7 separate regions of the Mus musculus genome follow, and all the other regions are linked to region 1. Evidence: chromatin contacts called from public promoter capture Hi-C data. All regions are on one chromosome and are shown on one strand. The core of a region is the stretch at or near the end of the contact, and the rest is flanking DNA. Distances in the headings are between cores, read along the strand shown.

Region 1 (3,403 bases), core at 417-2,916:
CAACAGGATGCATCAGATTGGTCTATACTCTTAGCACATTCCCTGAATCCCTGGTAACTGTTATCCACTGGTAACCCTCCACCAGGCTGGGTTTATTCAAGGAAGAATGACATCTTTAAAGTCAGGTAGCTTGGGAAGCCAGATCCTTCCTTCACAGGTTTCTGTTTCTTTCTTAGTTCTGGAAGCCTGTTCTTGAAGTTGGAGTCACTCCCCATCTTGCAGTTGAAGTAGATACAGTACCCAGCAAAGAGGGCAAGTGCCAGGGGAAATGGCTGCTTTGGCTGTCATCATTGCCCCATCTGGATGTCAGCTTTCCCTAGTAGCTGGCAAACAGTAGTTAGTACCTCATTCTGGAAGCTCACAGCCTGCAGCCACTTTGAATCAAGACATGGAAAGGCTACACCTAAAGACTTATACAATATTTCAAAGCCAGAAAGCCTGGGATGGCTCAGTTGAGTTGTTATGCTTTCAATTTCTCAAGTGCATTGGTTACTGGTGTGTCACTGTGACAGGAACTAGATGGAAACAACTTAGAGGAGGAAGATTTATTCTGGTTCATGGTTTCAGAAGTTGTAGTCCAACATGGCAGAGCAGGGTGGCAATAATGTACAGCCAAGACTTCTTACACAGCAGCAGACAAGACACCATGCAATCAGGCCAGAACCAGAAGCAGCATAACCCCCAAAGGCCTGCCACTAGAGACCTTCACTAGCAAGGTCCCAGATCCTAAGGGTTCTAACATTCAGCAGTCCCACAAAGCTAGGGTCCAAGTGACCACAGGATGAACCTGCAAAACAGATTTCAGACTCAACCCATAGCAAGGTTGTAGTTAAGCCTTTGACCCAGCGACTGCCACTTTCAGACTCTCTGAAGACTGGAGGGTCTGCCTCTGAGGAAGGTGTTGGCAGGTCTTGCTGCATGACCCTCAACACTCAGTTTTAAGGGAAAGAATGCAGACAGAAGAGACCGTGCCGGAGGTGCACAGAGCTAAGATAGTCAATATCTTCACACGCCTTCTTCCTTTCTAACCCCTTTCCTAATCAGCTGCCCTTCAAACCAGACCTCTTCTTGGACCACAGGAAAGTTACTAAGAACCCTAAGTGACTTAGCTTGACTGTCTGGATAAGGCTAGTTACAAAGGCTCCTATCTCTCCACAAACAGAGAAGAAACTATATGCCTTGAAGCGTTGTTTTTTGTTTTTTGTTTTTTTTGTTTTGTTTTGTTTTTAGGGAGTACTGCAGGCATGTGAGCGTGTGTGTGTGTGTGTGTGTGTGTGTGTGTGTGAATTCCAAGAATTCAAATAGGCAAAGCTTCATTTAAATCCAGATGGTGAGTAGGCCGATCTCTTCTGGGCATCTAAGTTGCCAAGGTGTCTGCCAAGTCTGCAGGTGCATTCACCAGATCAGCCAGCCTACCCAGAGGGGCAAAGGCAAAACCAGTTTCCCTGACCTAGGATGTCCAGCCAGTTGTTCCCTGGAAATCATTCTATATCCGAGTTCTCTCAGTATCTCAGCCCTCTGGTCTTTGAGCTTAGTCATACAGGAGGAAGACTTCCTGGTTCTTTGCACGCCGTTCCCGCCAGCCACGGTGAAGAACTACAACTCCCAGCATGTCCTGCGAGGGGTCACGAGGCACGCTCCGCTTGCTCCGGCTGTCACGTGACTCCAGAAAGATGGCGGCCTTGACAGCAGAGCATTTCGTGGCGCTCCAGAGCCTACTGAAGGTATCTTGAAGGGGTGGGGACGCGTGCGGCCACCGTCTTAGGGTCTGGGACTTGGTGCAAAGCAAGAATTGGGAATAAACCGGCCCTGACTTGGAGCATTGTCCCACTCCCACCCTACCCGCCGCGCGTCAGTGCTTCTTTGTGTGACCCTGAGAAAATCGTTCAGCCTTTCTGAGCTTTTAAACAGGAGCAACAAAATTAATCACGCCCAGATATTAAGGTGGAAGTAAAAATCAGATAGTCGATGTAAATACACCCAAGAATTAGTGACCACGAGTGGTTTTATAGATTGGAGCACTTGGGTGACAGTCACCAGTTCCCATTTCATCCCAGTCTTTACGCCTCTCTCAGGGAAATTCTCTCCTTCTTGTCACCCTAGTACTTCTAGGGACGTCATAAAGTTTGAGTTACTCCTTAGAAGGGTGGCTTTGCATTCCCTCTTAGGACTTATTACTAGTGTGCACACACCATGGATGTCTTTGTGTTCTCTTCTGAGGAACATGATTTCTGTTTCTTCTTGTTTTCCTTTCTTCTCTCTTATCCAGTTGAAGATCAGAAATGATCCTCGTGACACTGTCATTATAAGTCACACATATAATGCCCTTTCCGTTATCCATCTTCCTAGTGTGCATTTGCTCAGTCCACTCCTGAGCACTTTGACTTCATTGTTCACAAGCCTATGCCAACAAGAACAAGACCTGGCACCCAGTATGTGCCGAAGAAATAGCTATGAAGGGCTTTAGTATAGTGGAGCTGTGACTAGGATCCAAGAGTTCTCCTTAGCAGCTTTTTCTCTTCCTTGTGGTTGATTTAAGCCATTCCTTTTCCATGCTTGCTTGTCTTGGGACATTTTCTTTTCCTTGGTAAGTTTTGGAAAATAACATATAGCATACTGAAATCATTAGTAATTCCCTTAATGACTACACACTCATGTAGCCAACACCAGACCACAGACTGAGACACCAGTACCCCCAGTGCCTCCCTGGTTACTTACTTCACTTGCCTTCCCAACAGTGCATAGCTTCGGACACCATGTACTATTACTCAGTCTCTGAACTCCACAGAAATGGAACACTTCTTCATATCAGTGTTCACATCTGGCTTCCAGTCATGATTGTAGCAATAGCTCATTTTCACTGCTCTATTGTTTAAATACACTTTATTAAAAGCTAACTATAATATCTCCTGTAGTTGTGGGAAATAATGCAGAGAGATTTTTGTCCCATGTTCCTTAATGGTGACTTCCTGGATATCTACAGAACAATATCACAGTTGGGGTATTTACATTGATCCAGTAAAGCTCCAAGGCATAGCTATCTATGTAAGACCCCTGGGTTGACATCTTACAGCCAAGCTCACTTGCAGTTGGCCTCCAGAATTCCTTGACACTTCAACATTCTTGTATCATTAGTTTTCATTTCAAGAACGTTTGTAAATCTTGGTGTAGATGATGTTTGTGGATTGGCTTTCCTCACTAAGCCTAATTCTCAAGCTGTAGATCGAAACCCCTTTGTGGTTGCATATCAGTTTTCCTGAATAGCAGATATTTACATCACGATATAAACTATGAAATAGCAATAAAATAATGTTATGGTTGGGGTCACCACAACGTGAGGGACTGTATTAAAGGGTTGCAGCATTAGGAAGACCGAGAGACCACTACTCCAGAGAGAATCATA
Region 2 (3,403 bases), core at 501-3,000, 1.9 Mb after region 1:
TATACACATTGATACACATCCCCTAATGAACATGTGGAGATTGTAGGATTTCTTTATAATTTCTCTATTACCTCTTCAGGAATCAAACTCAAGTTGCCAGGCTTGGTACCTTTGTCTGATGAACAATCTTACTGGCCTAGACTTCAATATTTTAAAGATTTATTCTCTCTCTCTCTCTCTCTCTCTCTCTCTCTCTCTCTCTCTGTCTCTCTCTCTCTCTGTGTGTGTGTCTGTGTCTCTGTGTGTGTGTGTGTCTGTGTGTGCCAATGATGACCAGAAGAGGACATCAGAGCTAGAGTTAGAGTTGGTTACAAGATGCCAGACTTGGGCACTGGGAACTGAAATCTCATTCTCTGCAAGAGTAAAAAGTACAAAGAGTAAAAAGTACAAAGTACTTTTAACTAACGACGAGCCATCTCTTGAGGCTCCCCAGTTTTTGAAACCTGCATTCAAGGAGGTTGATATGCAGCCTCGCACAGATCTAGAACCTTCACTTTCCTTTTCCTTTGCAGCACGCAGAAACAAGCCCATGTTTTGGGGATGGATGGGGAGTTTGTTTGTTTGTTTTGTTGTTGTTGTTGTTGTTTGGTTTTTAGTCTCTGACCATGGGCATTTTGTGCTATCAACATCTAACATGACAGGATTTTATTAACTTCCAAAACTTGAGGGTTTTATCTTTCCCAGACTATAAGTCTAGAAATATACCAAGGCAACCATAGGGCAAGTTTAACAACCAGCTCTCAGGAGGAAAGGGTTATGTGAGTGTGAGGTTGTAAACACATATTAGCTCTTCTTCCTGCTCCCTGTTGAACTGCCGAGGGTCCAGAGAGATTCTTTTTTTTGTTTGTTTGTTTGGTTTGTTTTTGTTTGTTTTTGAGACAGGGTTTCACTGTATAGCCCTGGCTGTCCTGGAACTCACATTTGTAGACCAGGCTGGCCTCGAACTGAGAAATCCGCCTGCCTCTGCCTCTCAAGTGCTGGGATTAAAGGCATGGGCCACCACCGCAGGGCCAGAGTGCTATTGGGTCCTTTGCTTGTTTGGTTGGTTTGTTGGTTGGCTGACTTTGGCTTTTTGAGACAGAGTTTCTCTGTGTAACTTTGGTTGTCCCAGAACTCATTTTATAGACAAAGCTGGCCTCAAAATCACAGAGATCTACCTGCCTTTGACTCCTAAGTGCTAAGTGCTGGGATCAAAGGCATGCACCACCACTGCCCAGGTCTGATACTGGGTCTTTGATATTTGTATTTTCACAGAACCCTAAGACCTTTGTGATTCTCTGAGTCCCTCTCCTCTGGCAGCGTGTGATCCTTTGAATTAATTTGATAATCTTTTTGTCTGGGTGTTTACGTGAATCCTTCACTATATCCTCTATCAGAGTTCAAAATGTTTACCTGATTTTCAGTGAACCATTTTTGGCAAATTAATTGAATCCCAGAGAGAATACTAGGGATCCCAATTTGTAGATGAAGTATAGGAGTGTAGGTCATTTTTAAGCTCTACCTGCCTTTAGCTCCGGGAAGTGACCGCACAACCAGCCCAGTACCAGCTTCCCTTGAATCCGCAGATAAAACACACACACAGTACTTCCTTTTCAACTTGCCTTCTTGGCACAATTACTAAACTCCCCAGACCAACAGCCTGTAGGAGTGGTCTGTGTAGCCACTCCACTTTGAGATCTCACGTGGTTGCCCGATTCTCTTCTTTCCAAAGCTTGTTGAACTTTGTTCTCCTCCCTTATGACTGGTCTGTCTTCTGGGACCGGAAATCCCACCTCTCTTTTCCGCCCAGCAATTGGCCCATGGATTTCCTTACTGACAGATCAAGAACCAATTGGAACTTGGGAGGCAGAGGCAGGAGGATTTCTGAGGCCAGCCTGGTTTACAAAGTGAGTTCCAGGACAGCCAGAGCTATACAGAGAAACCCTGTCTCGAAACAAACAAGCAAACAAACAAACAACAACAAAAATGAACCAATTGGAGACCAGGCCCTTAGCATCGGCCCCGCCCCCTACACAACAAGTTGGTGTTTGTGTTACAGAGTATGTGGATTGACAAGATGATGAGTCTTGGGTGCTTTGGTTCTGGGCTTCTTTTCTTTTTAAGGGCTTTCTGAGGACATATTGGCAGACATCATTTTTTTTTTCCTTCAAGGCATGGTTTTTCTGTGATCCTGGATGTCTTAGAACTCTGTAGACCAGGATGGACCAGGCGGGTTTTGAACGCAGAGATCATCTCGTCTATCTCTGCCTCCTGGGTGCTGGAATTAAAGGCAAGCACCACCACACCCAGGTAAGGACATCATCCCTTTTAGAGGGAATGAAATGTTTTTGGATTCTACTAGCTCTTCTGGGCCCTAACTGCTGAGGCACAGTAACACCTGTCACTCAGAGAATATATTTCTCCTTTTATCCCCAATAAACCAATTAAGAACACTGAGGTTGGCATCTGTAACACATTCCTGAATAGATTTGCACTTCCTCTCTCCAGTTCTGGTTAGTCTCTAACAAGAACTCCTCTTACTCAACAGCAGGTACACTATGATGTGGACCAAGATGCCTTGCTTCATGGGAAAGTTTTTTGTTGTCCCTACCACAGATTCCAACTACACAACCCTTCCACTCTTCACCAGAGTACCGGCAGCTACTTCTGTGACCATGCACTTCTCAGAAAGTATGAAATCTGTGTTCACCATCCACTTCATTGGGTCTCTGACAGCCAGTGGCAGGGAAGGAGATACGCAGCTCCGTCTTGACTCAGGTGAGGGCCTAGGTGGCGCCACAAAAAAAAAAAAAAAAAAAAAAAAAAAAAAAAAAGCCATCAGGTCTTCCTTAATGACTAATGAGCCATTCTCCAACAGGGAATATTTACTTTTTGGTTTTCGTGTTTTTGTTTTTTTATGTGTGTAACTGCCTGTGTTCTGTGTGCTTGCCTGGTGCCTGTAGCATCCAGAGGAAGATCCTCTGGACCTGGAATTACAGTAGGTGGTGGGAACTAGTATATGGATTTTGGGAATCAAACCTAGATCCTCTGGAAGAGCAGCAAACTCTCTTAACTGCAGAGCCACCTCTACATTTTATGGTACTGAGGCAGTCCTGGTACTGGGGCTCTAAGCCTGCCAGACAAGTTCTCAACTAGTGAACCATGACCTCTAGCCCTTTTGATTTTGAAAGGAAAAAAAAAAAAAAAAAAAAAGAGGGCTCTCTAAATTATTCAGATTGACCTTGAAACTTAAGATCATTTTGCCTCAGCCCTATAAGTAGCTGGGATTACAGGGCTGTGCCACCAGGCCTGACAAGTTTTGAGTGTTTATTAACTTGGTTTTAAATGTAGTTTATTGATAAGCACCCATACTTAATGCATTGATTTCTATGTAGTTTTAAATATACCTTATTGATAATACATA
Region 3 (3,403 bases), core at 262-2,761, 1.9 Mb after region 1:
GCCATCCTTAATGAGATCTGACACCCTCTTCTGGTGCGTCAGAAGACAACTACAGTGTGTTTAGATATAATAAATAAATAAGTCTTAAAAGAAAAAAAAATCTAGTATCCCAAGGCACTGATGTAACAAATAGACTTTACACTGGGATCTACCCAAGTCCAAAGCAACTCAGTTTGTAAGCTTTATGTTGCCAGCCACATAAACACCTACAAAAAATGAATGGGTACCTAATGTTAACGAGTCCAGCTTAATTGTTAAAAGTCTTATCTTGTCAGGCAGTGGTGGCCCACGCCTTTAATCCCAGCACTTGGGAGGCAGAAGCAGGCGGATTTCTGAGTTAGAGGCCAGACTGGTCTACAGAGTGAGTTCCAGGACAGCCAGGGCTATACAGAGAAACCCTGTCTTGGGGGGGGGGGGGGGGGGGAGTCTTATTTTTTGTTATAATAGGAGAGTCTTAGAATTAACAGGTAAGGCCCCTGAGTACAAGCTTTAATTCTAAAAAGTACTTTTAAAAGTAGATGAAATACAACTACACACAAAACTAATGTAAAATTAATGGCCAGAGTGAGGGATCTGATAACGATCTAAAATTACTGGTTCCAAGAAACGTTTAATACATAAGGAAAGCATTATTGGAAAGAGAAAATAAGATGAATCGTATTGGGTTTTGTTGTTGTTGTTGTTTGCTTTGTTTTGTTTTTTCAAACAGTCTCACTATGCAGACCAGACTGGCCTCGAGCTCCAAAAAATACTCCAGGCTCCACCTTCCAAGCGCTGGAATTAACGGTATACGCCACCACAACCTGATCGACAAGTCATTTTCATTCGGCTGTATCCATTCTTGTACACACAGCACCGGGTACTAAGCATCACGAGGTGCACTGTCAAATGTCCTGACTGAGACAGCTAAATAGTGCAAATAAACTGGCATACTGCAGTATTTAAGAGCAGAATATCTGGGACTAAACCGCGTTAGTTCAAAGCCTACCACTGCTACGAGGAGCCGAGTTTCTCAGAAAATAGTTTTGACACCAACCCATTCTCTCAAAGAGAGAGAAGAAGCCCGAGTGTGGGAAGGAGCCACACTCCCGGAAAGCGCTCGAGAAGCCAGCCCCGCATGTCAGAGTATCCCGGACCAGGAACGTCTGTCTGTAGGGCAGTCCAGGCGAAGAGTCCGAAGATACAGGCACCAGCCGGTACAGAAGCTTCCGTACTCGAGCCAGCCCTACCGGCCAGTGAAAGACCCAAACGCACATCTCAACATCCGACCCAGTCCCTTGCAAAGAGTACCTGCGCCCTGCTCCGGCCGACACCAGGCAGCTGCACAACGGAAGCACGTGAAGACACCGAGTTGCTACCCAGGCTGACCAATCTGCTGGAGAAAATTCTACACAGCTGAGCTACGCCGGGGCCGCCGCTGCACGTGAATCCGCTTAAGTGGCAGACAGCACGTGGGCAAGTGCTCAGAAGGGAGGGGACCACTACAGCTATGGGACCTTCCATGGCTTCGACGCTTAGTGATGACGTAAGAACACGCCGCGGATCTCCGCTACGCTTGCGCACTAACTCCCGGCCGCCATTTCGCCATTTGCTGCGGGTAACCTGGCTATGACAGGCGGAAGTAATCGTTTAGATATCCGGGTGTCTCGCATTTGCCGTTGCCACTGGTACAGGAACTCGTCCACTGTTGCTATGTTGAAAAAAACCTCTATAGCAGGGTTGTACAAGGCAATAGCTGTTGCTAGCGTAGGTGTTGTTTTATCGACCTCCCTACTTTTATATGAAACTAGCCCAGTAATTGTTTAATTCATCTTACTTGAACCTCCATCCGGCAGCAGTCTGAGAATGTCTGTAGACTTTGTACCAACGATCGTGGCCGCGGTACTCTGCAGGCTTTTCTTACTCATGCCAAGTGTACTAAAAGCCCAACATTGGGTCTCAAAGCTCATCCAACCACATCCACAAGGATACCCGTAAGTATGTCTGCTTTCCTTTTAGCATGAGCCACGTGAAATCGGTTTATCCTATATTTTTGGGCACAAGTTCTGTTATCTAAAACGAATTCCTTCCCCAAATTTACGCACCAACTTCAATATCAATCTAAATTTCAATGGACTTTAAAGACTTCATGATGCCTAGCCATATTGTTTTAAGTCACCAATACAGCCCTAGACTTAATACTAAGGTTCTAAATGCACTTAAGAAAATAAAACTACCAGTACTTTGTTATAATGGGCAGACAAGTCCTATAAGGTGGTGGTGACACAAGCAAAACACAAAACTTAGAAATAATGACCCTTGTGAGTACTCGACTTTTTTTTTTTTAAAGGAACCAATATAGGAAGAGGACAAAAATGGGCAAATAAGGCTAGTCGATTCTGCTTAAGTAGCCCAGATATGGTATTTCCGTTGTAATGAAAACAAAAAACTGGAATTTTGGGAACAGAGATGATGGCTATGATTACCTTAGTCACTGCAAAATCTGAAACCACCAGGTCAGGATGCAAACGGGGGCAACTGCCATAAGATAGTCAAGATTTAGAATGATAAAGTAGTAGGGCAGGGGAAGGGTAGCCAGTGCTAGATGGCTGAGCTGTCTATGCTGTGGAAGCATGTGATTTTACTGAAGAATATAAAGACAACAAAGACAGCTTCCAACTTACTGCCAACTGCCCCTATCAAGTAGTTGGACTGAAAATAGTTGATGTAGAATATTCTCAGTGTAGAATATCAAATGTGCTTGAGAAGATGGGTATGGGAATGGAACTGCACACCTGCAGGTTTAGAGGGTTTTGGAGACAATTCTCTTCCTCCACCTTTGTCCCAGGAGTCAAAACTCTGGTCTGGGTTGACTTCAAGTGATGATAGCTGCAGAGCCATTTCACTGGCCATTTAATATTCAAGCACTTTAGTGTGACTTTTGAATTTGAGGGGCTTGGGACTTAGGTATTTATAGACAAAGTAACTATAAAGAATTAATATTCAGAACAGCTAGGCTGGATTTGGCCACCTGGATTAAGTAAAACCAGAGATGAAACCATCCTTGAAGGCACAAGATACTCCGTGGTGACAGGGAATCTGAAATCCTTTCACCACTTCCAACTTACACCTCAATTTCTGCTGAAGAATGATGCACTTTCTGGATTACATTTGCCCATAAACTTTTGTTCTAAACACTGCAGTGAAGATCTTTTAAATGGCAGTTTTATTAGATGACCCACTATTCTGGCCACCCCCCCCCCAAAAAAAAACAATACACACCATTTTAAAACCTTCAATAGCTTCCAAATGTTGAGACAAAAACTAAACATGGAAGAAAACTGCCCTATCCAGTTTCCCCAGACAGATCTTGCTAATGCTTAAACAAAACAGGAGTCACTGGAATACAGGTCTCTTGACTCTT
Region 4 (3,403 bases), core at 369-2,868, 1.5 Mb after region 1:
ACTTGGAAGCCACCAAGTCTCCAAGCCCTGAGCCTGCTCACCACCCCTGGGCCACCATGTCACAATCGGAAAATGATAAGATGCTGACTGGTGCTCTGGTCCGAAACTCTGACAAGTGCCTCTGTCAGAGCCTACACATGGGAGAAAGTGTCATAAGCAACTTCATGGCAGGAATGCTAAAAGATCTGCTCTGGAGTTAGGCAAAGCAGGGTGTGATGTTGGCTCTGTGCCTTCCAGCTGTGTAACCGTAGGCGAGTTATTTACCTTCTCTGATTTACCCTATTGGACCTGTAACACAGACAGAGTAATAACTGAACCAAATTTGTCAGCAGATATCGGTAATCCAAGCACTGTGGAAACTGAGGCGGGGGGGGGGGGGGGCATTTCTCCTGTGTTCCAGGACAGCCTGAGCTGTATAGACAGACAGCTCCTGACTCAAAAAAATGGCAGTAGGATCTATTTCATGGTGTTGTTGGAATAATGTGGCTCTATGATACTAACTGATTAAAATGGAGACTGATCTACAAGAAGCACTAAATAAGTACTTATTATTATCATTATTAGCTGCAAAGCATCTACGGTGAGATGTGAGATTGCTTGGCGAGTTAATAAGCGATTACTTGGAATGACTTTTCTCCTCTACCGGATCACTTGGCTGCTGGATGGCTTTGAACATATTCATCTGCTATTGGAACCTCAACCACTGCAGCATGCCCGGGTTTGCATAGACACTGGCGCTTGGCAAGCTGGAGCCAGGAAGCTTAAGAAGCTATGCTAGCTCATCAAAGAGCATGAGACATTGGGAAAAGCCATTTAAAGTCAATTGGGCTGTTTACATGCAAAGAAACTTAGCAAGAAGACAGACTCCAGAGACCTTCCTTGCTCTGACCTCAGTTTCCCCATCTACAAGAGAAGGCTCCCATCGCACTGTCTCTCTCTGAATTCCTTGCCTGCAAAGGAGGTCCTTGATTCTGCCAGGACAGTCTTAACAGCCAGCCCTGGGCATGTGTCTGCAAGGCCAACTTCTGCAAGGCCAGGCGGCACTTGGCATGGGCCAGAGTTTTGCAGGGTTCTTCACACAAACCTTCCATCTAGGGCACATCTCCATGACCTCTGCAGCTTCCTAATACCCAACAGTTCCCATAGCTCCCTGATGACACTGTCTGCAGCCACTGAAGACATCTTCAATGAAGACCTCAGTCCTCACAAATATGCCTCCTTCCAGCAGGTGCCCTGTCTGTCTGCATCACTAACTTACCCAGAGTTTTCAGAAAGAACGTTCTTTGCTTCCCTATTGATATGGATATTATTTTGCACTTTAGGGGAGAACAAGTGTGTGTGTGTGTGTGTGTGTGTGTGTGTGTGTGTGTGTCTCTGTGTGTGTGTGTGTGTGTGTGTGTCTGTGTGTCTGTGTGTCTGTGTGTGTGTGTGTGTGTGTGTCTGTGTGTGTCTGTGTGTCTGTGTGTCTGTGTGTCTGTGTGTGTGTGTGTGTGTGGTTTGTCTGTGTTAAAACTTGGCATTTTTCCAAAGCAAAACCTTGCTTTAGGGTTAGGAAGACATTGCCATCTAGTGGCTGCATGCAGAAGTAACCAGACTGCAGCCAAAGAGTCCCTAAAGCTTGAATCCAACTCACTGACTTTCCCAATGTCAAGAGAGGGTTTTGGACTGTCGAGACTGGAACACACAGACCTACTGATCTCCCCGCCCCCAGCAGGGGAACCCCATCCCCTGGCCTAAAATGCTCCTTGGACTGAGGCTGGCAGGACCAGAATTGTTTCCATCCCTTGTGCCCCCTCCTGCTTTTTATCAGCATTGCGGGAGGCAGAAGAGAAAGATCAGCCATCTCTCCTGGCAACCGGCTAAAGGCTTTTCTGAGATAAGGAGGAGGCAGATAAGGAACCGGAGGGAGAGAGAAATCATTGATGGGGGAAGTGAAATGTCTTTCTTGTGTTCCCAGTCCAAGGATGGTGGCTCATGCTTTAACTCTAAAGCAAATAATGGAAGACACTTTCAGTTTGTGAAGCTTTTTTTTTTCTCTAAAATATCGATTTTGTCTCCCCCCCACCAGCCTAACTCATTGTACAAAATAATGGGTGTCATTAAGATGTTTTCAAACATGTATTAATGTGCTTTGGTCATTCACCTCCTGTGTTACCCTTCTCCTCTCTCCTAACCCCAGTCTTTCTCCCAATGGTAAGGATTAGGGATCTCAAAGAAGTAACTTCAGAAAGGAAAACCCATCACTTATGCAAAGTGTGACAATCCATTCTTGTGTAAATGGAGCCAGGAATCACAGACCTCCTTAGTTCCAACGCTTGTATTTGCATATAGCTTTGCAGTTCACTACACGCATTAATGTACTTAACATTCTTTAATCTTTACAAATACCCCCATGGACGGAATTATTAGTCATGAGCGACGAGGAAATAGAGCTTGGGAGACATTGAGCAATTTTCCTGAAGTCACACAGCTATCAATGGCAGCACTGGCTTCTCTTGCTGTCCGGACAACGTGCCAAGTGCTTCTGAGGAAACTATGGCTTCTCCCATAACTATGGCTTCTGGGGAGCAGCTAGAGAGTCTGTCACCCCGAGTTATCCCTGCCTGTCACCTACAGCCCCCCAGTCTCCCTGCAACCACTCCTACAGCTGTTTGCCTGACTGCCCAGCATGTTAGAAAACCCTATGACCCTGGCCATCATTTACAATTGGCTTAGAGACAACGCTCACATTTTTTGAGAGAGCAGCACAGCAGGGCACAGCATCACCCTTGCTTGGCGGTGATGGGGCCACCAGCCTGGATCTGTTGTACCGTTGGGAGAGCTTTCTGTGGACTTGTTCTGTCACCCCCTACCAGATAGTGCTTTGGTAAATGTCCTGATATCGATTCTCATATTCTCGTTCTAGTGTTTATAAATACCAGCTGTCCTCCTGATGCCCCACCCTCTGAACATCATGACCTGAAACCTGTACTCTCATGCTCTACTCTTCTGCATCCACCCTCCCTCTGTGAAGAAACAATTCAGCGTCTAAGTACCATCTCTAGGCTGATGATTCCCAAATGGAGACCCACAGCCCACCTCTCCCCCTATACACCACGCTCACAACGGCTTCTCCTGAGCATCTGCAACGTGACAGTTGGCATGTCCACACCCAAACTCATGACTGACCAACTGGTTCACAAGTTTTCCCATCCCAGTAAATGGTAATTCTACCCTCTTCCTCCCATACTCCAAATCACTACACTGGATTCATCCCTGAGTTCTTCCATCCCACCCAAGGCCAGCCTCTGAGAAGCTTGCCTGCCTCCGTAGCAAATTTAGAATATGCTTCTTCCCAGCTACCCTCCTGCAGACGATTCCAATAGCCTCTGACCTGGTCTCCCGTATGGCAGCTAGAGCCATA
Region 5 (3,403 bases), core at 253-2,752, 1.2 Mb after region 1:
GCAGAAGCAGCTGACTCTAAGAAAAATCTTGGAAACTACTCATTTTTTGTGTCTAAGAACACACACTCTTTCCTTTTTAAACAGAGTTTAGGAAATTCACACTCTCAAAAAGACCTCACAAGCAAGGATAGGCCATTTCACAGGTATTTTTCCCAATCTAAGCTTTCATATTCCTCGATGTTTTGAGGCAGGGAGTCTCAAAAGTGTGCTCCATTAAACTCACAACAGTATAAGGTGCAGATTCCTGAGTCAGAGTTTCTGCTAAGTGTAGGCAAGTTCAGTTTTAACAAATGAGGACCAGGCAGAGAAAATATTATATACTATACAGTTAAAGACAATATCCAGGAAGTATTTATTAAACATTACTCCAAAAATGACTTAGGTAAATTGTCCCTATTAGCCCCTCTTTAGAAATCTCAGCACACGGATTTTATTGTTTTTCTTTTTCTTTTTTTTTGTTTTGTTTTGTGGCCTCAGACAGCTCAGAAAGTGTGGGCTAGGCCTACTGTACCAGGTGGTGGTAAGAATGATTACTTAAATGTCTAATGGTTTCTAAAACTGTTTTCTGTGCCCCCATCCTAACCCCCAGCCCATATTCATACACGTAAGGAAGAATAATGCCAGGTCTGCCATTTTATATGCTGTATGTTAAATAACGGAAGGACAGTGGGTATATCTCCGAGTTCAATATCACTGCTTAAGAACAATTTTATGTAATAGGCTGTATGAATTTCATGCCACATATTTTACTTGAAACATTCTAGCAATGTCTGTGATTCTGTATTTTCTAAGTTAAGTCTTGTATGCTGCATACATTAAGTGCAGTAAGATTTAAAGTTTTCCAATAGGGACAGGTCCTTTGAATGAATCAGTATGGGTAATAGTGGCTTTGAATGTATGGGCAGCTATATTACATTAGAGAGGAATGGTAAAATTAAAGAAATTTGACATGTGATTGATAAGGGTCTAAAATAGAGGGATTTAAAACAGACCCTCCCTAGGTGACATCGAAATTTCTCAAATTCTAAAGCAAGGTCACAGAGAAGCCATGTAGCCCTGAAGGCAGGCCAAGGACGGAACCATGCTCTCCCAAGTCTGAAGACAGTTCTTTTGCCGCATGCCATAGGCTAAGTCAGCAGGCCCGTTTCTGGGGGAGGTTGAAAGGAACAGGAAGAGTCCGCACTTAACCTCACAAACCGTGTCCCCAATCAAGAAAGCCCCTGACCCAGGCCCCATTGCTCAGCTAAAGAGAGAAGTGGAGCGAGCGCAAGCCACTCACCCTGCAGCAGCTGAGTACTGTGAAACCACCTCCAACTTGCTCCACGGTCGACAGGCCAAGCAGCAGCACCCTGAGCCAGTCCCAGGCTTCGACGGCTGCTAAATCCCAGAAGGTACCGAAGCAGCGGCTGGTTACAGTGAAGCCTCCAGGAGGCCGCCATCTTCCCGGCTTTCTCCGGGAAAGCTCGCAAGTCAACTAGATTGGCGGCCTCAAGGCCCGTCCAGGCCCCGCCTTGCATGGGCTGGCCCCGCCCACAGCGCACGCTCCCCGCCTTGGACTGGAGGACTAGTCCTTCTAACACCGCCTCCAACCTTCACGGGCACGCCCACCGGCCGGTTTGCGCCGCCGCAGATTCTCCAAAGGGACGAGGTCCCCCTCAGACTCCGCCTCTCACTCTTGCTCCGCCCCCAGGCTGCCCGCTCTGTCGCCTAATAGCGTTCTGCCGGCCGCTCAGACTTGGAACGAGCGCGGGACAGATAACGGAGCAGAGTCAGAACCATGTCTGGCTGTCAAGCTCAAGGAGACTGTTGCTCGCGGCCGTGTGGCGCGCAGGTAAGGACGGCGGTCTACAGCAGGCGAGGTGGGGTCACGGGCCGCGGGGTGGGGCTTCGGCCAGGAGCTCTAGGCGGCTAATTCCTAACCCAGTCCGCGAAAGTCAGAGGCCCCTCTGTGCTAGTAGGACTGCTCTACCGGAATTGTCAGGCACCCCAAAGGGCACTCTTTTGGGCAGTTGTCCTTGCCTATCTTACTTGACGTTATGAGGTGGGAGCTCTTGGAAATGATTCTTCTTTAAGGAAAATGGGCCCTGGGGCAACATGGGTTTTCTTTCAGTTAAACAGGACGCAGGCTTATGAAATGCCTTCTAGTGCTAAGAAAATGGTGAACTAGCGAACTAGAAGAATAAACAGCTTCGATACTAACTGATAAGCCCTGCAGAAGACTCAGGGGAAGTCCACAAAATTATATCTTTACTAACCTTTCGTCTAGCCAAGGGGTCTCAATTTAAAATAAAACAGGAAATATTTAATGCAGAGCATCTGAACTATTATTGTCTTGGAATAAGTGGCTTTTCACAAATTCTTTATAAACCTTGAAATTAGGCACGACTGAAAGGGAGATTTTGCATATAGGACACAGGTCCCTGGTGGCCATCCCTATATATGGAGAACGAGGAAAGTAGAAGCAATGTATCAGAATCAAGGTGCATTGATAGCAGACATGTTTGTCATCCCTTATTAGTAAATCTTGGTGACGGTCATCATAGAAATACAGATTTTTTTTTCATACTAAGTGTTGTGCCAGATCAGCAAAATAACCTGTGATTCAAGAGCTGTGATTGAATTTATCAAGACAGAAAATAGCCACATACAAAAAAGAAGCTGAAGATGTTTTTCAAGTATAGAAGGAGAAGTGGGTGGTTTCAGATGGTGATTTGTCAAAGACTTTTGAATACCTAGCATTTTAGATTGGCCCATATTTTGAGGAAACCACAAAGAAAACTCTAGGACCACCATATACCTCAACTAGAGATCTCATTACATGTCTCTAGCCTCTTCTTGCTGTTTGGAGGTATAGACGCAGTGTCAAATTCTGCTTTTTTGAGGGACACTTAGAAAGTCATATTCTGTGTGAAATTTCCTGATTCAAAAATGTTGGCTTGAGTTCTAAGTGTTGTGCAGATCAAATAAACGACTTTGGTCTGTGTTGGGGGGTGGGGGGTCACTATTGCTGTGGTGAAACACCATGACCAAAGAAAGCAACTTGGGGAGGAAAGGGTTTATGTTGCTTCTACTTCTACTTCACTGCTCATCATAGAAGGAAGTCCGGACAGGAGTACAGGCGAGCAGGAACCTGGAGGCAGGAACTGATACAGATGCATAGAGGGGTGCTGCTTACTGGCTTGCTCCCTCTGGCTTGCTCAGCCTGAACTCAGGACCACCAGTTCAGGGTGGCACCACTTACAACGAGCAGAGTCCTCCCTCATCAATCACTGTGAAACTCCTCTATAGGCATGCCTTCAGCCCATCTCATGGAGGCATTTTTTTTCAACCGAAGTTTCTGCCTCTCAGATGACCACAGCTTGTGCCCAGTTGACATAAAACTAGCCAACGTGAACCCCTTACT
Region 6 (3,403 bases), core at 340-2,839, 1.1 Mb after region 1:
TATTGATGTTGCCAAATATCACAGGGCAAATCTGGGGCTGAACACAGAAACCAAAAGCCAATTCATCTTCTCAGAAATTCTGTGCTTTCTGCGGAGTAAGACCAAGAGTCCAGGGACGTCACTTAACAATGGGAAGCACAGCCTGATTCTGTTTTGCCTCTCTCATGTCACTTCTGCACTATGAGGGTGACATTTTCACTCTATCTAGATTATTTTATTCTTTTATCTCAGAATCAGCCAGTTATTATTATAATTTCTCTGTAACTGTTCATTCACAACAATGCCACAATGTTAAAAGATCCTCAACAGATCCCAAATTCTTCAATACAAAGAACAGGGGGCTAGAGGAGTGCCAGGTTGAAAGCATGCACTAGTCTTGTAGAGGATCAATGCTTGATTCCCAGCATCTGCATCAGGCACCTCGAAGCTGCCTGAAGCCCTCTTCTCGAGTGCAGGAGCATGTTCGAGTGCACACAAACGCGCACGCGCACATGCACACGTGTACAAGCCCATATATAAAACACACCAAACCCCCAACAAGGAAGACTATTTTGGAATGACATTTAATCAATGAATACATAATGAAGACCCACGGAAAATGATCTAAGTTGGATTCAAAACAATATTCAAACTCTTAACCCTTTTAAGGAATTATTAAAATGAATTCCACACTCAAGTTTTCTAACCACGCAGACCTAAGGAAAGGAAGAAACATATAATAGCTGAGTGGGGAAAACAAGCTGGTAACGATACAAGCAAGGTGGCGCTTAGAGCATCTCAGGCAACATCAACATGGACAACCACAGCAGCCAGAGGCTCTGGGCTTAGATAATTGGGAAACTGCATGAGAGGAGCAACTTTCTGGGAGCTAGATGTTTTAAAAATGAAGAGAAGACTGCAAATTCAGGCACAAAGCAGTATCTACAAAGTAAAGGAGAAAGCACCAAAATCAACTAGATCCAGTTATTTTACTAGGAAACTGCAAACCTCTATTAATTACTTAAAGTGTGGATGGATAAAGATAAAGAGAAGAGAGCCAGAATTCACTTTGACCAGGCCCTGGGTAACTGTGAAGCAGCAGTATAGGTGATGCGGGCTTCTGCTGACCACCCCTCATCTCCAGTGCTGGCTGGCCCTTCTCCGAGGACAAGGGATCAAACAGTGTGGACTGTACAGATGCTCTTCATTCTGCTACAATTACTTTGGGAACTCTTTTGATTCTCAGTTTCCTTACCTGTAAAGCAACTAAACTAAATAATACAATATTTTAGCAACAAAAGTATACACATTTTAAGCCAAGAGACACTTAAAAGCCACAATTATTTTGGTTTGGCCACTTACTTTAAGAGTAACAGCTGCTGCTCTGATGATAAAGTCATTTACTGAGACTTTAATGTCATCTGAAAGAAGAATAAGTTATTAATTAATTATTAATATTAAAACCAGTATTTGTAATACTTTAACACTGGCCCTTGTGATATCAAACTGGTAGAGTATGGAAAAGTCTGGCACACAGTGATGAAAAACAAGTCTGTTTGCTTTGTGAAACACATTTCCTTGCTTAGCAAAACATGGATTGCATGAAGTGCTACACACGGGGCTAAGGGAGAGCACACCGTTTACTTGTAGGGTGGAGTACAGTCTACAGGTAACCTGTGCTTACCATGCTCAGGCCTTGCATTCAGTTTTCAGGATTCGTCCATCAGAACGTTCACTTCTAAGCCCTGATTAGCATTTTGTGAAGGCATTCAGCAAGCGTGCACATGAGCTGGGAGAGCACAGCACCACTATGACTGAATAGAAGTCCCAACTACCATGGCTCTAAAGGGCAAACAGTCTCTGTACTCGTGTGCCGGTCAGTCTTCTTCATTTTCAAATGGCTCTGTTCTGTGCACATTTTATAATACATTGATAATATTAGAAGAGTAGAGTATGTAAATATATCAAATAGATGATTGTGTTTGTAAAGAGTGCTTAAATTTCCCCTTTATCTAACAGAGTGTATGACAAAAAGAATTTAAGACAAGCACCTTTAAATATAAAACAGGGTCACTAAATGGGAGCTCCTTTTTAGCTCAGTGCCACAGCAGCCGTATGCCAGCCTCTGGCAGCACTCAAGTCCATCACCTTACCTAAAAGCCTGTTCTCTTCGTACTGCAGCCTGAAGACGGCCCCTGCCCTTCCTCACTTTCTTCCTTTCCACACTTACATTCACTGGCTTTCTTGGTTGCCCAGACTCATCCAGTTTTCTTCTCCTGTCTACTCATTTACTGTTGGCCCCCTCTCTCCATGTCCCTGCAACCCAGACGGGAACTTGAAGACTGGTGATTCTGATGCCATCTAGAAGACGGTTACCATACCTCCAAAATTGTATTTCTAACCTTACATACTCAGAGCTTCGGGACCATACATTCAGCTGCATACATAAGATGCTCTCTACCTCCAAAGCAAGACCTCTCAAATCTAATGTATGCAAAGGTCACTTCATCTCAAGTACTTTTTAAATAAAAATCCCTTACTATGGGAAATTTCAAGTCCTAGTAGTAGTAATTAACACATACATAATTAAAAACTGAATATGGTAATGTACACCTGGAGAGCAGGGATAGGATGATCATGAGTTTCTGTGGGCTACACAGACAGAACTTACCAGAACATCCAACCAATCAGCTAACCAGCCAACTAAACAATCAACTAAACCCCAAGTATCAATTAAAATCCCAGACATAAAGAGTTTCACTCTTAAACTCTATCAACATTAAAGAGAGAACCCTATTGTACTAAACATTCTATAGCATATAGGAGTAAGACACATTTCCTAACTAACTCTTCTACTAGAACTGAAGACAAACACCGGGAACACGAATGAACTCAAAGAAAGATAGCAGAAGGGGAGTATCTCTTATGGGTACCCATGCAATTATACATAGTTCAGACCTGCCTGGGACTTGGAATCCTCTGTCTCAACCTCCTGAGTCCACTAACACTCAGCCAATATGAAGACTCTTAATGAAATGTTAATAAAACCAAACTACATGAAAAAGCTTTGTATGAGGATTATCAGGTTGATTGAACAATTGATATCCAACTAATGTAATTTGTCATTTTAACCAAGATGAAAACAAACAAGTTTGTGAAAAAATTCAGCATCTACTCATGCTTAAAATTCTCAGAATCAGAGAATGGGAGTTTCCTCAACCTGAAAAAGATCTATAAAAACTTCCTGTACATGCTACAGACTGAATGCTCCCTACCCAACACACAGAGCACACAGGAACACACCTCTGGTTCTATAGCCAGTGCAATAAGGCAAGAAACAGCAAAAGGATGGCTAAGGTTGAAATAAAATCTTCATGCTAAAAAATCCATACCTATCTGAGACTTTCTTTTGAAATATGTTTAG
Region 7 (3,403 bases), core at 297-2,796, 1.1 Mb after region 1:
AGTGTCAAATGGAAATAAATATTAAAGTAACAGTATGAAATTCATTTTTCATATTAAAAGAAAAACCTTAATATGTGTTGTTAAAAGTAAAAGCCTGGTTTGTCTGGTTTCTTGCTCCCTTAAGTTTTTCTGTCTGGTTTCTTGCTCCCTTAAGATTTTCTGTTTAGCAACAAGTACTTAAAAATAGTTGGTGTTCATTTAAATTTTCAAGTTTCCTTGCTAACCCAGTGGGGAATGGCTTCCAAAGGCATGAGAAGAAAAGGAAAAATGATAAATTGGTCACTGGGTAAATGACCCAAGAAATGGATCATTATACTTGATCTCATTAAATCTGACCTTTTACAGAGATAGATGTATCAACCCTCAGGCCTCAGGCCAAGCAGGGTTCAAGGCTGGACTCTCCTTTGAAAAATGGTGCCCAGAGATATCCATCACAGAATTATTTGTCTACTGCTAGGGTCTGGATTCACTACACTATTCAACAGCCAGCCATTTTATGGAATATCATATAATCATTAAAATAAAACTAGCCAAGAAATGTTGAAATGTGGGAAAGCCTGATACTATAAAATTGAGGGTCTGAGGTCAAGGAAGCTTGTGAGTGACATATATTAAATTGTTCCTCACACAAGTTCTCATTAAACTCTCACTTCAGGTCAGAGTGAGGGATAGGAGAAGGCTAGGACGAAGCTCTGATCTATGGCACACCACTGAACCCTAAGGTCTTCTTACTGGTAAAAAAAAGTCAGGATGAGAAACACCTGGGAATATTAATAATGCACAGAACTGCCAGCTCTCTCTCTGATCATCTACATTTTGGAAATGTTTCTAGCGCCTTTCAAATAACACTGTTGTTTTCTTCTAAAGCTTCCCGGGGGAACGTTTAAAAGGCAGCTGCTGTGGGTTCACATTGCCTCACCTTTCCTCTCAATGCTGTAAGTGAAGAGCAGCCTCTGTGCCTCACATGGGTCACAAGCTCAGCTTTCCCCTGTAAGCTGAGACTCTGACCTCTGACCTCTGACCAGGAGTCTGGGGGCGGACTGGGTGCTGTGTTTGGGCTGGTTGTTGAAACTCTTTTAGTCTGATAAACTAGCACTTAAGTGTTTCCCTTTTCCAAACCCCCAAATGACAAGTGTCTTTGTGGCGAGGTGATGGTTCAACTGTCACTGCCAACAGGAACAGTCCTGGGGACACTTATTTTTAGTTTATGGTCTAAGCAAAATGCCAGACTGTGGTGTATTCAGGGACCTCAGGAGCCCAACACTCCTGACTCTAAGTATGGACCTTCCACAGGATAGGTGAGACTAGCAGAGACATCTTTGGATGACTGCCTGCTTTTCTCCAGAACACAGATATGGGTCTCTAACATTGTGTGAGAGGACTGCAGACCTCCTTTTATGCAGCTTCATGTTGTTACGCATGTGCTTTACAGAGGTGTGTTGAGTCCATTTGGATCTATGTGGGTCCTAGCAGCCTCAGGGAATAAATTGTAACCATAGGGCAGATGATGTACACAGCAACTGGGGCAGACTCTGTTACCAGGGCCTGTTCAGTATCTGTTCCTCTTTAGCTGGCAGAACCTGTATAGTTCATTAGCAGTTGCTCTTCTGCCTGCCATTAATGGGCTACCAAGCAAACACATTACCTTTTGCTGCTCAGATCATTGGCATCACAGCAGCTAATGCTTCCCAGGGATGCAATCAAGAATGACTTGACCCGTAGACCCTTAGTTAACGGGTTTCACCTACCAAGGTTTCCTTATTCATATCCTATACAAAACCAGGGGCTACAGCTTTTTATTTGATTATATGAGCTTTACCCTTTAGTTTTTCCAATGCATATACTTTACGATGTGTCTAATTTTTAAATTTATTTACAAAAATTCAACAAAGCTTTACTTAGTATCAAAGTACCCAAGTATGATGGCTTGATTGAGAATGTTCACCCATAGACCCATATTTTTGAAAGCTTGGTCCCCAATCAGTGGAATCATTTGGGAAGGATTAGGAAGTGTTAGGAAGTGTGGCCTTGTTGGAGGCTGGGGTGGGCTATAAGTTTTCAAAACACATGCCAGGCCCAGTCTCTCTCTCTCTCTCTCTCTCTCTCTCTCTCTCTCTCTCTCTCTCTCTCTCTCTCTCCTTCCCTCCCTCCCCACTGCCTATGGATCAGAATGTAAAGCTCTGAGTTACTGTTCCAGCCCATGCCGGCCTGCTTCCTGCCATGATCATAGGCTAACATTCTAAAATTGTAAGCATGTAAACAACTCTCAAATTAAAAATGCATTCTTTTTTAAGGGTTGCCTTGGTCCTGGTGTCTTCACAGCCATACAACAAAACCTGAGGTACGACCTAAAAATGAATCAACATATTTCACTCTGTAATTCAACAGATGCCTTCTCTAGATGGACAGCTCTCCTCTTCCCCAGACATGTTCAGCTAAGGGGAAATGGAGTTTTCCTTCTGAAACAGGAACTGTGGCATAGTGGGTTGGATGGATCCTTGGTGATTTTTTTCCTTCTCTTTTTCATGAATACAAACTATTTACCAACTAGAAGTATCTAAGCAGCACCAGCCTTAGAGGCACACCCCAGAAGAAGATTCAAATGGTGGTCCACTGCTTCAAGACCCTGGTGCTCCTAGATCTGATCATCCCGAAGTTTCCTATGAACTAGACTCTGTCAGTGTCCCCTCAGAGACTCACAACCCCTAACAGAAGAGCCCCAAACTCCATGCAAAAAGCAACATTCTCGGTAGGGCTAAATTTTGCCAAAGGCAGCACTGTAAGAGCTAGCTGCATACAATACAACATGGCTCCTTATAAGAGTCACACAGAAAGTTAAATGCAAAGAGGATGGATGGTGACTACTGTCCCCACTGCCACTGCCACTGGTTCTTCATAAAATGCTAGGCCTGACTCTTCACCAGACTCAGATTGTGTGGCCCAAGCAAGGTATGGCATTAGGAAATAGTGATGTTGGGAAGGTTACTCACCCATGAGGGCTTGTCTGAGTGAGTGGGATTAGTGAACATGCAGGTTGGTTTTAATTGTCAACTTACCATAGCCTGAATTAACTTGGGAAGAGGGTCTACTAGAGGAACTGCTAGATCAAGTTGGCCTGTGACTTTGGGTAATATCTCATACATTATAATATAAGTTTATTATTCAAGACATCTCTTACTTATTGTGAATCACACCAGAATCTAGAAATGCAGGAAGGCCTGATCACATTAGGCTGTGGGAACAGTCACGCATATCCATTGGAGAACCATAAGTCCTATGGCACAGTGACAGACAGTATCAATGATAATCACAGGTGTGAACTTACAAGCCAGAATCCTGACATACTACAATAGTAATAATATGTATTGCATCTTCCCTTAAAAGCTTCAAATTTACCCAAGTA

Evidence for each region. Promoter capture Hi-C pulls out the DNA fragments that hold promoters and counts their contacts.
Region 2: a promoter capture Hi-C map of pre-B cells shows a contact between it and region 1, with 3 times the contacts expected there. The contact joins the promoter of 4930547E08Rik here to the promoter of Commd9 in region 1. A contact is called at or near these places in 3 of 39 promoter capture datasets (liver, neutrophils and pre-B cells).
Region 3: a promoter capture Hi-C map of pre-B cells shows a contact between it and region 1, with 5 times the contacts expected there. The contact joins the promoter of Nat10 here to the promoter of Commd9 in region 1. A contact is called at or near these places in 1 of 39 promoter capture datasets (pre-B cells) and 1 of 9 other capture datasets (liver).
Region 4: a contact with region 1 is called in a promoter capture Hi-C map of hippocampal neurons, with 6 times the contacts expected there. The contact joins the enhancer-like site here to the promoter of Commd9 in region 1. A contact is called at or near these places in 11 of 39 promoter capture datasets (the 3T3-L1 cell line, 3T3-L1-derived adipocytes, the HPC-7 cell line and 7 more) and 1 of 9 other capture datasets (macrophages).
Region 5: a contact with region 1 is called in a promoter capture Hi-C map of pre-B cells, with 6 times the contacts expected there. The contact joins the promoter of Pdhx here to the promoter of Commd9 in region 1. A contact is called at or near these places in 6 of 39 promoter capture datasets (the 3T3-L1 cell line, the C10 cell line, the HPC-7 cell line and 4 more), 5 of 484 Hi-C or Micro-C datasets (CD4 T cells, adipose-derived mesenchymal stem cells, cerebellar granule neurons and 2 more), 3 of 115 datasets of contacts at active chromatin or transcription factors (astrocytes, fibro-adipogenic progenitors and large pre-B cells) and 4 of 9 other capture datasets (adipose tissue, embryonic stem cells, liver and 1 more).
Region 6: a contact with region 1 is called in a promoter capture Hi-C map of neutrophils, with 5 times the contacts expected there. The contact joins the enhancer-like site here to the promoter of Commd9 in region 1. A contact is called at or near these places in 8 of 39 promoter capture datasets (the 3T3-L1 cell line, 3T3-L1-derived adipocytes, the C10 cell line and 4 more), 1 of 484 Hi-C or Micro-C datasets (ventricular fibroblasts), 1 of 115 datasets of contacts at active chromatin or transcription factors (astrocytes) and 1 of 9 other capture datasets (macrophages).
Region 7: a contact with region 1 is called in a promoter capture Hi-C map of the HPC-7 cell line, with 5 times the contacts expected there. The contact joins the enhancer-like site here to the promoter of Commd9 in region 1. A contact is called at or near these places in 7 of 39 promoter capture datasets (the 3T3-L1 cell line, the HPC-7 cell line, embryonic stem cells and 3 more), 2 of 484 Hi-C or Micro-C datasets (B cells and the HPC-7 cell line) and 1 of 9 other capture datasets (macrophages).

What each region holds. Positions count from the first base shown.
Region 1 is chr2:101,884,596-101,887,998 of GRCm38.p6, forward strand. Commd9 (COMM domain containing 9) reads left to right here and starts at 1,667. Exons shown (of 6, transcript NM_029635.3): 1 at 1,667-1,724. The coding sequence starts at 1,674.
Region 2 is chr2:103,808,872-103,812,274 of GRCm38.p6, forward strand. 4930547E08Rik (RIKEN cDNA 4930547E08 gene) reads right to left here and starts at 1,751. Exons shown (of 4, transcript NR_040514.1): 1 at 1,602-1,751.
Region 3 is chr2:103,759,759-103,763,161 of GRCm38.p6, forward strand. It overlaps Nat10 (N-acetyltransferase 10), which reads right to left and starts at 1,512. Exons shown (of 29, transcript NM_153126.3): 1 at 1,291-1,512. Caprin1 (cell cycle associated protein 1) reads right to left here. Exons shown (of 19, transcript NM_016739.3): 19 at 3,187-3,403.
Region 4 is chr2:103,345,928-103,349,330 of GRCm38.p6, forward strand. The region is part of intron 1 of A930006I01Rik (RIKEN cDNA A930006I01 gene); the gene reads right to left. Among named protein-coding and RNA genes, the nearest start is that of A930006I01Rik, 25 kb to the right of the region's middle. Within about 2 kb of position 1,619, at least 34 of the 459 cell types and tissues checked have an H3K27ac peak or open chromatin away from gene starts, as enhancers often do.
Region 5 is chr2:103,072,011-103,075,413 of GRCm38.p6, forward strand. It overlaps Pdhx (pyruvate dehydrogenase complex, component X), which reads right to left and starts at 1,503. Exons shown (of 11, transcript NM_175094.5): 1 at 1,280-1,503. The coding sequence starts at 1,439. It overlaps Apip (APAF1 interacting protein), which reads left to right and starts at 1,665. Exons shown (of 7, transcript NM_019735.4): 1 at 1,665-1,831. The coding sequence starts at 1,778.
Region 6 is chr2:103,028,937-103,032,339 of GRCm38.p6, forward strand. Pdhx (pyruvate dehydrogenase complex, component X) reads right to left here. Exons shown (of 11, transcript NM_175094.5): 8 at 1,342-1,400. Among named protein-coding and RNA genes, the nearest start is that of Pdhx, 43 kb to the right of the region's middle. Within about 2 kb of position 1,590, at least 1 of the 459 cell types and tissues checked has an H3K27ac peak or open chromatin away from gene starts, as enhancers often do.
Region 7 is chr2:102,971,770-102,975,172 of GRCm38.p6, forward strand. No RefSeq gene overlaps it. Among named protein-coding and RNA genes, the nearest start is that of Gm34483, 32 kb to the left of the region's middle. Within about 2 kb of position 1,547, at least 50 of the 459 cell types and tissues checked have an H3K27ac peak or open chromatin away from gene starts, as enhancers often do. A contact at or near this core is called in B cells and the HPC-7 cell line, where this site is marked.